Linked DNA regions of Mus musculus: region 2 is linked to region 1. Evidence: chromatin contacts called from public Hi-C data. All regions are on one chromosome and are shown on one strand. The core of a region is the stretch at or near the end of the contact, and the rest is flanking DNA. Distances in the headings are between cores, read along the strand shown. Region 1 has its middle 71 kb from the start of Edem3. Region 2 overlaps 1700025G04Rik (RIKEN cDNA 1700025G04 gene).

Region 1 (5,166 bases), core at 2,358-4,857:
AATAAAATAAAATAAAATAAAATAAGTAGCCTTTTTTACTCTCAGGACTAAGGGAGGACATCACTTATCATGTGGGATTGGCACTTACCTATTCAGCCCTCTCTGAGAAGTTGCTGGGACTGGAAGGAACCTCTTTTGAGTGGGAACAGAAAATTGTAAATGCATCCACCTGGGTACGGAGCTGTTGGAGACTGTGAAGCCCCAGGAACCACAGAAGGAAGATGTGGGGTCAAACTAGAGCAGGCGTTCGGCCAACTACCTGACAAAGGCAAGATCTGAACTCAGTTTGGGAGAGACATTTCATTGCTGCAGGTCAAAGAGCATCTCTGGTTGGTAGAAACCTGTGGGGAGATGGCAGGACAGGGACAGTGTCCATTGACCTACCTAGCTGAGGCAGAGCTCTGAATCAGAAATTCGCCACACAATCACCAACTGAGAGGGAAAATCTGGACACTTGGAGGACACCTTTGGGGAATATAGTTCATCTTGAACTGAAGGAAGGCAGATGGTGAATGGTCCTCTAACCATGAAGAGACTCTTCCTTCCATGCAAATGAGGAGTGACACTCTCACAGGTTAAAGGTCACACTCATGGTTAGGCGTGATGAACACCGCTACATCTTTGCTCTTGGTTTGGATCTGAATTGTCCATGCCCTAAAAGCTCTATAGGCTTGGCCAATGTAAACAGTGCTCAGAGGCAGGCTTTGTGGCAAAGCTATTGGGTTAAAAGGGCTCTGGCTTCATGAATGGGTTGGTGACTTTCTAACTTGATGACATTATTGGGAGGTGATAAGAACATTAATCTAGTTGGAGGAAAGAAGTATGTTCTTGAAGGACTTATTGGGACCTGGCTCTCTTCCCTTCTTTTTCTGCTCTTTGTTTACCAGGAAGACAGAAGTTTTGTTACTTGTACCCTACTCAATGGTCTACCGCACCACAGACCCAGGGACTACAGAACCAAACAACCATGGACCGAAACCCCTCAAATAGGGGCCAAACCAACATCGTCTTCTGTTAAGTTGGTTATATCAGGACTTTTGTCTTAGCATTAGAAAGCTATCTAAACAGTGTTTTAACATGAGAAGATTGTTTTCTTTTGGGGGAGGTTGCAAGGGCAGAGGCCAAATATGGAGGGATGGGGAGAGGATCGGGATTGGGGTTCATGATGTGAAATTCACAAAGAATCTATAAAAGGTTTTTTTGTTTTGTTTTGGTTTGGTTTTTTTTGGTTTGGTTTGGTTTGGTTTTTGTTTTGTTTTGTTTTGTTTTTTAAATGAGAAGATTTCACCTGGGTTTCTGACTTTTCTGAAAAGACAGCCCTTGTATGTACCCTGTATCTGTTAGCTGCCCGGCAGTCACCTAGTAGCTGTATCCGCTATTAGATGGACTGGTACTGTGTAACTGTGCTTGTGTTGAAGTGAGCACTGAACCACAGCGCCTACCTCATCATCCACCCCACCCTCACTTCATGTCTCCTCTGGGTGTTACACTCCCTCACGTTGTCACAAGAATGGTGTGTGCAGGACAGTCGTAATAGAGACTACTACATACAAAAAGAAAGAGCAGAGATAAGGACAGATACTTCCTTGTGCTAGTACCTGTTATTTAAAATAGAATCCCAGCCTGTGTTGATTCCCACCATTCTCCCTGCACTTAACATACCTTTCCCATAAACTGCTTGCTTTATTGATTGATTGATTGATTGATTGATTGATTGTACCTTCTTTTCTGCCTTTCTGTTCACTGCTACACTCTCCAGTTTTGGATGTCCTAACACACAGGAGGTACTCAATGTCTCTTGATTATGAGTCAAGGTCATGACTATACCTATATGTGCATGTGTGTGTGAGTGTGTGAGTGTGTGTGTGTTTAATTATCTGAGCTACATGTGGGACTGTGAAAAGTAGCCTCGTTCCCAGTTGAACTGAGGCTTGAAACCCTGGAACCCTGAAGGGAAGGTAGGTGCTTCACCTGTTCCGGGGCACCAGGCCCATCACTAGCCACAGCCCCCATAGATTTGTGACTATCAGTCACATGAGGGCAACACCCTAAGCCCCTCCACATGTAGAGGATGTGACCTGTGGCCACTTAGGCTCAAGACAGATCTCTATTTTAATGAGCTACCTAAAGGCCTGGAGGTTTAGCCAATAAGCTCTCCTTCCCAGACACTCCTCTCTGCAAAAGGTATTTAACCTCAGGCCCGCCCTGAGAAGTGGGGGGACGGTTTTACTCATCCACTTTCTGCCATGACATTAAATGCCTTAAAGCCATGGACTGCCTCTTTTCATTGGGATCTGCTGTGGAGAGCCATGGAGAAGGCTTTCGCCTATAGAGCCACCATCTAATCTCCAGTAAAAGGCCTCTCTGCGCTCCCAGCCACGACCACCACCAAGCCCAAGTTCAAGCCTGCTGTCTGTCCAACCAAGTCTCTCCCAGAGGGACTAGCGGGCGCTCCCCCTTTCCCTCCAGCCTGGGCTAGATGCAGTCGTTGGGACCCTACTCCATCCTCAGCTCTTCCACGGCTCCCAGCAGTGCCTGGGTGTCCAAGAGGCTGAGAACCAGATGGCTCAGGCCTCGGTCACAGGCCTGGGGAGCCCCAAGCCAGGTCCAGCGGTCCCACACCTCAGATTGCACTTCCTGGCTGGTGACAGCATGGGCTAAGCGTGGCCAAACTCCCTGCATCCTGCCTCCCCAAGTAGCCGAGCCCTGTGGCGGAGCAGACGTGGCACCCATAACCCTACAGCTACATTCATATATGAGAGGTAATTCTAGATTTCTCATTATTTAGCCATATTTCAGCAAGCCACTGATTTATTTAAAACCCTTCAATGTTTTCTCATTACCCTTAGAACAAAATTCAAAATCCTTATTATATATCAAAACCTTTTAGCCTTTCCTTTAGAAAGACCCACCGTCCTAATCTTTGGAGATAAAGGCATCTCAGAAACCTTAGCATTTGCCACAACACAGCTTCCCCACAGGGCTGAATCCTGTGTCATAGACCCCCATAGTATCTAGATTGTCTGTTTTCAAAAGCCTCATGGCTTTGGTATTTCTTGCTCGGTGCCTTCTGGATTTGACAGTAAAGTCTCTATAAAAACAGATCTGAAATGGCCTTGAGTGTCACTCTAGGATCCCTAGAGCCTAGCTCGGCGTCTGGAGAACAGCAAGGGCAACATTAATAAAGGCAACATTAATAGTTGCACTACTCAGCACTGGAAAACATTCCCCTTAGACAGTCCATACTCCGAATGTGCATTGTCCCCATCGTTCTGCCTTGACATATCCTGCTGTTACAAACATTGACCTGAGTATTTGGAAGAAACTGTGTAGGTTTCTTGTTAGTTATCTTTTTTTTTAGGTTCTTGGAGCAGATGATGGAGTTAAAAAAGAAACAAACAGACTTGGTTGTGTGTTGTTACCTACAAAAACTCTTTCTCCATTTCTGTCTCTCCCTCTCTTCGGGGCCGCTTGCACTTTCACCAGCAGCAGAAAAACAAGGAAAATAAGACAAAGAGCTTCCTGGTTTCATTGGATGAGCTCGGTGTCGCACTGTAACTCATCATCCAACATCTCTGTTCCCATGACTCAGGGATGGAGGCCGATGCTCTTGGTGCGTGCAGAAAGGGATTTTAGGCAGTGGGCCAGAGTTCCTTCACTCTCAGGCTCAAATGGAGTCTAATAGTCTGATTTGTTTTCCCATTTGTCAGTACATCTGGTTCACTTGAGGCTCCAGTTCTCTAGTATGACGGTAGAAAGAGTCCTTGGATTCCTTCAGGGAGAAGTCTATGTTAACAAGCTCGAATAGTTCTAGGCCGGTGAATACTGTATCCTCATTTGCATCTGTTTTGCTTGATGATGAGTGTGGGAGATTTGGAAAGAAAGGATGAAGCTCATGCCAAGTTGCAAACATCGATCAGAGAAATGTGGCTAGAATCCGAGACAGTGCTAAGTCTCACCCGAGATGTTCAGCCAGGATTTTAAGTGAGGCTGGTCAGCAGTGGGACTTAATTTCATCCAGCTCCCAAAGCTATTCATGGATATGTGTACAATCAGTGTGCAGGTGGGACTTAATATCTAAGGCTTTGCCCGTTGAGTTCGACAGAAGGAAGCATGTTTGTGTATTGGGTGACATGGGAAGGCAGCCCAGGAGTGACGCTGATTCTGGGACATGTGGTGGTCCTGGTGCTCTCCAAGTCGGTGAACAAAGGTGACAGACTGAGTTCACATCACTTCAATAAAGAAATGGCTTTGGTTATGCCGTAAAATAACACGAGGAAAGTGTGTCTTGATCAGTGAAAGCCAAAAAGTCACAGCCAAGACATACAAGAGTGGATCTCTATTGCCTGAAGGCATGAGAATGAAGTCTGCAGCACCCCAAACAGCAAGTCTCCAAGGACAAAGGACAGACAGGGAATTTATTTCACAAAGGCTAGGCATAGTCATCTGGAAAAAGCACTTCTGGGTGGATGCTCGGCTAGATTAGGATGTACACTACTGGGCATGTTTAAAGGCATGCTCAAAAAGCAAAGACATCAGTAATGGAAGGTCTGTAATGTTCTCTCCAGGACGGCTGGAAGAGTGACCAAGGTGCTCAGCTTGTCACAGATGCTGAATGGGAAGTCACAGGCAAATCTAGCTCGTGACATCATGATCTCGGGGAATCACAGTGACTTGAGGTTGGAAGAATCAAATGGCACACTAGGTCGGCCAGGCAGTAGGAAGGGGCAGTCACGCATTAGAGTGGGGCACAGAGGAGCCCCACCACACCACACCCACCCCGCCCCGCCCAGAAGCTCCCACAGTTGAAATCCTCCCTCTGTTGAAATCCCTTCCTCCCTCAAGGCTATTCTGGCCACCAAGGTGTGGGTGTGTGGAGTAGCCTGGACTTTTGCCCTCCTAGACCTGCCCCAGACTCGGAAAACCTTTCCCCAGATTTCTAGGCAAACGGTCCTTTTGAAAGCGAGTTAAGCTGGCAGTGGCGGCGCATGCCTTTAATCCCAGCACTTGAGAGGCAGAGGCAGGCGGATTTCTGAGTTCGAGGCCAGCCTGGTCTACAGAGTGAGTTCCAGGACAGCTAGGGCTATTCAGAGAAACCCTGTCTCGAAAAAAAAAGAGGAAGAAAAGAAGAGAGAGACACACACACACACACACACACACACAGAG
Region 2 (4,895 bases), core at 1,091-3,590, 120 kb before region 1:
ATGCAGTCCTTCTCCAATCCCATTCCTCTGTCGTCTGGACTCTACTCCAATCCTACTAAATCCCACTCGATCTCTCTCAGCCTCTGCTGGCTTCTTTATATCCTCTTCTGTTCCCAGAATTCCAAGAGGCAACCACCACTGAAAGGCATCTGGTCCTTTAAAGGGCCAGGCACACAAAGTAAACCACACTACACAAGTGTTACACAAAAATGCTACCTCAAAGGAAGAAGAAGGTCTTGACTGTCCTGATATATCTCTCTGAGTGTGGCCTTTAAGTGGGCAGAGGAGATGATGAACAGGTTGCAGGAGAAAATAGGATGTGTGGAAGGAGAGGAGAAAGTCCACCTCAGCAGAGGGATGAGAGACACAGATGAATAAAACAAAGTGATGGTTTTGCTTAGGATGTTGGCAGCACTTTTGTGAGATTGGCTTGTTTGGTTTTTTTTTTTTTTTTTTTTTTTAGTCATACTGTTGATTTTAGCAAAGAGTGAGTCAGATCTTCACATTTATCTGCTTAGAATATGAATAAATACAAGCTTTCTGGATAAAGATATTGCAAGTCAAAGAGGAAACCCTGTTCAGTTGGCCTTCGACCCTTAGATGGCAGTCAAGGAGACCGCCATGGAGATTGAACCATTTGCAGGAGGTTGATAGTGGGGAGACTGGGACTGGCCAGCTTTACCTCAGTGACTAATGAGTAGACTGGAGTAGACTGTCCAGGGATTGAGATGCATCCGCCACTGAACACCATTCGTAGATGTCTAACTTTGGCATGCCTACTTTGCAGAGAGGCAAAACTTGTACAGGTAAATTCTTAATTTTAACAGCATGTAGTGAATGTAATAATAGATTGTTTCTTTACTACAGTGAAAATACTACTTTGGTTGTCAAAAGAGCATCGACCTACCTGGTGTGTGTACCAAAGATAAGTGTCACTCAGATGACCCTCCGTTCCCTTGGCCCCTCCCCAACCCTGCTCTCCCCTTCTGTGGATCTGCGGCTAGGCTTCCTTTACCCAGGTAGCTAGAGGCTGTGCCAGAGGCTGCTCATGTCCACACTAAGGCAGCCAGCCCCTTGGGGTCCATGCCCAGGGAGGTGGGTGTCCGTCTCCACTGCCTGTGCATGGAAGAATGCTCACTAGAGCCTGTGCTTCTGTAGAACGTGGTGTGATGCAGGAATGAGCTCGTGGCCTCATCACAGTTACGGCCTGAAGGAGAATTCCTGAAATAAAAGCTCTGTCTCCAACAGCTGGGTAAAACTTCAGTGTCGGTAGAGATACTGGACCGTTACAATTACGATTACAGTTTACCTTGGACCATCTTTAGCTCTCTCAAGAGCCGTTCCTTGTCGACATCTTGTCAGAGTTAGTGTCCTGGTAAACAGATAAAACCCTTGTAATGTATTAACTTAACAAAACCCCGTTCTCCCACCAGCCACGGGGCTGAGTACTGCTGGATAGCGTCTGAGCTCTATGGCTGAGATTTCTCCTGCTGACAAGCCACCGCTCAATGTTCCTACCAGTGGATTTACTTTTATTTCATTTTATTTCTTAATTATTTTTGAGACAGGGTCTCTCTATGTAGTCCTGGCTGTCCTGGAACTTGCTATGTAGACTTAAGTTGGCCTTGAACTCAGAACTGCTCCTGCCTCTTTCTCCCAAGTACTGGGATGAAAGGTGTGTGTCGGCACCCTCGACAGCTTTTTAGAAATGCCTTGATTCATAGCCTTTGTTGGTACACTTTTTCACCTGCTTTTTTGGGTTCTTCTACCTCTACCTCTGCTTCCAACCTTTATTCCGCCTCACCCCTTCCAACCCCCAACACTAGGTAGGCGAGAAAGGGTTAGAGGTAAAAGGGGTATAGACCTCTTTCAGCAAACAAAATAGGCTACTTCCTGCTGATTAGGGGCATTGGGTTCCTTGGGGCAAGCTCAGTCTTCCTTGTCAGGACCTCTACCACAGCAACAGCAACCAGGAGCAGCCAGGGTGGAGTGAGGGGGTGGGGCTCTGTCATTTTTACACTCTCCAGAGTCCCCAGAATTAAACTACCTGCAGCTGGCAAAGACTATTCCCCTCCTAGAGCACAAGACAACCGTAGTTAGTGGCTGTGGACAAACTGATGAAGCCCCATATCCCACACCTGAGATTAAAACAAAAACATACTCACATAATACAAGTGGGTTTTTAAAGAAACCAAAATTCTCACTGCAAGCTTCCTTTGTTCTGTTACCATAACAACTTCCATGTTGGAGCAGTGGAACCTGGGATAACCTAAGTCCTTGTTCCCAGGCCATGGTCACTCAGATTTGCTTCCAAAATAAACTAGCTCTATTCTTCTTTGGGTTGAGAGCTGGCATTGGCAGGCCAGTGTGCACACGTGTGCGTGCACATAAATAAGCCTGTACACACACAAGCATGTGCAAACGCACCTGCTAGCTTCCTGCTCAGCCCTCCAAGGCTCCTAAATTAGTTCTTTTTTTTTTTTTTTTTTTTTTTTTTTAGTAAAATCTCACTTTCTTGTTTTACCCTCAATTCAGAGGGTAACATTGAGAAAAGTGGGTGCCGTGGGTTGTTGCGGGAGGCTTGACCCAACTCAGAAGTCTGAGTAAGAAAAGCTTCCTTCCAACACGGAGGCATTCTGTGTTAGCTGAACTGCCTCTGGCAGGAAAAATAATTTTCGTCTTGCAGCTGAGCAACTGGAGCCCCATGCAAATCAGCACTGTGTAGAGCAGCGCTCTGGCCTTCCATGCTGGCTGGATACAGCGCACCCCCGGGGTGAACTCTGTAGACCGGGGTGGACTCCTGCTAAGAACAGATAAAGCTTTGCTGTCCCCTTTGGCTTTGTTCCCTTGTGTACTCTTCTAGATCTGTAAGAAGTATTATCCTAATCAGTAATTGCCTCTTCTCTTCCCCAGGGCTCTTGCCCTCCATATCCCAAACACACACACACACACACACACACACACACACACACACACACGCACACGCACACACACACATTTTTATAGTGTTCATGGTATCACCTCTCACTTTGGAGTGTTGGCCAAATACACTGCAGAAGTAAATGCTACCTGAAGTGGGGTGGGGTAGGGGAGTCAGTAGCAGTGATCCAGTGGAGGCTCCCACTTGAGAACAGTGCCCCCCAGGCCTGCTCACAACTGCATGCTCCTGATAGGTTAACACTATATCAAGCAGCTCTCTCCTGCTTCAGCAACCAGGAGAGCCCAGAGTCTCTGTGGCAAAGGAACCTTTGTTCCAGAAGGCTAATTTCTGGGTCTGGGCAGGAGAGATCCCAGGGACAGCCCCTCCTGTTTATAGACACACTCGGGAAGAAGGCTCTGCTTCAGGACAGGGCCCCTGGCATGGTTGGCCATCGTTTTCTCAGGTTTGTATGGCCATGGAATGATTTCAGCCAGAAATCCTTAAAGCTGCGCTACATTTTATTTTGGAATAGTTCAAGGTTTTGGAGGAAAATACACAAAGAAAACCGGGCTTGGGTTTATAGGTAGTGGGAAGGTGATCCCTACAGCATGTGGGCCCTGTGCCATCAGGCTAGGGGAAGAACGTATGCCACACTCGCTTCTTAACTGCCTGAGCCTCATTGTTACAGAAGGTCGTTATAATTTTAGAAAGGAAAAGATGAATGGAAGGCTGTCTTAGCTTGAAGAATCTATTTCTATTTTTTGTCCAACTGAATCACTCTGTGATAAAAGCAGCCCTGGGCATCACAAGACTTACTAACCTTTATGTCATTTCCCCTCCCACTCTATTCCCGAAATGGCTCCCCCCCTCTTTTTTGGGTTTTTATCTCGCTCTAAACAATATGTAGCTTCTCCCCACTGGCTGGGGTTCGCAGACTTGGGAATTATCTCTGATTTGTTTGCCTGTGCATCAGCTGCCCTCTCCTCCTCTGCCCTCACCCTCAGATTGGAAACCACAGTGTACACAGTGAACCCTCCTGACTCATGAATATCAATGAGGGGAGCGTGAATTAATCATTATTGTTCTTAAAGTGTTGGGTTGGTCTGAGAAACCCAGTTCCAACTGTTCCCTTCATGACTTCATTTCGATTTTAAAAGTATTCAGATTATTTTGGTGTTTTTTTGGGTATGTTTTAATTTTTTGCTTTAACTTGAAGTAGCCTGGCCTCACTACCTCAGGCTAGGTAGGACCTTGCTTTCTAGATCAGATGACTGATTGGACACACCTGTTCAGATGTGGGGACCTGAAGGGACCTCACGAGAATGCAGCTGTCCTCAGGCTTCCTTGAGATGAGCCCTTTGTTTAATATTAATGCAGGCAGGCATCTGCTTACAAAGCCTCATGCGCACCCTGCTTTATCTGCTCGGCCTTGCGATGATAAGAGGAAAGGGGGCAGCTGTTCCCGTGTCCACAGCCAGCCTTCCAAGGGCAGGGTTCCTCTGCTCCATTTCCTCTTTTCTCCTTAACTCCTTTCGCATTAATTCATTAGCAGCTGTTAGAGTGGCCGCAGCTATGGCTCCCACCAGCTCCCTCTCAGCTCCTCCATCCTCACACTCACCCATGAGAAGGCTTCACTAAGTCTGCTCCAAGTGTATAAAAGTCACCGGTGTGCATCAGTAAGTAACCCAGCGATTCCTGTGGCCCCTGTCTGTGTGAGTCACAACCATTAATTGTACCCACAAGGCTTTCAGAACTTGGCCTCGGCAAACTGTGCATCTCTTTTGTTTCTTAGAGTAATCATTCCTAGGACTTTGGTTTTTAAATACCCAACTTTTATAACAGGCTCCAGAGTCAAGATATGCATAAACCGTTCAGTTATGAAGAAAAATTATTAAGAAATCTTTAAGAATAAATTAAGATAGTTGAGTACAACTGACTGCCCTTCTCCAGCCTCTCCAATACAGGATCCAGTGAC

Evidence for each region. A called contact is a pair of places that touch in the nucleus more often than the background predicts.
Region 2: a contact with region 1 is called in a Hi-C map of cortical neurons, with 2.8 times the contacts expected there. The contact joins two enhancer-like sites. A contact is called at or near these places in 8 of 484 Hi-C or Micro-C datasets (the N1E-115 cell line, Th1 cells, cortical neurons and 4 more).

What each region holds. Positions count from the first base shown.
Region 1 is chr1:151,823,787-151,828,952 of GRCm38.p6, reverse strand. No RefSeq gene overlaps it. Among named protein-coding and RNA genes, the nearest start is that of Edem3, 71 kb to the right of the region's middle. Within about 2 kb of position 3,607, at least 12 of the 459 cell types and tissues checked have an H3K27ac peak or open chromatin away from gene starts, as enhancers often do. A contact at or near this core is called in cortical neurons, where this site is marked.
Region 2 is chr1:151,942,891-151,947,785 of GRCm38.p6, reverse strand. The region is part of intron 3 of 1700025G04Rik (RIKEN cDNA 1700025G04 gene); the gene reads left to right. Among named protein-coding and RNA genes, the nearest start is that of 1700025G04Rik, 140 kb to the left of the region's middle. Within about 2 kb of position 2,340, at least 53 of the 459 cell types and tissues checked have an H3K27ac peak or open chromatin away from gene starts, as enhancers often do. A contact at or near this core is called in cortical neurons, where this site is marked.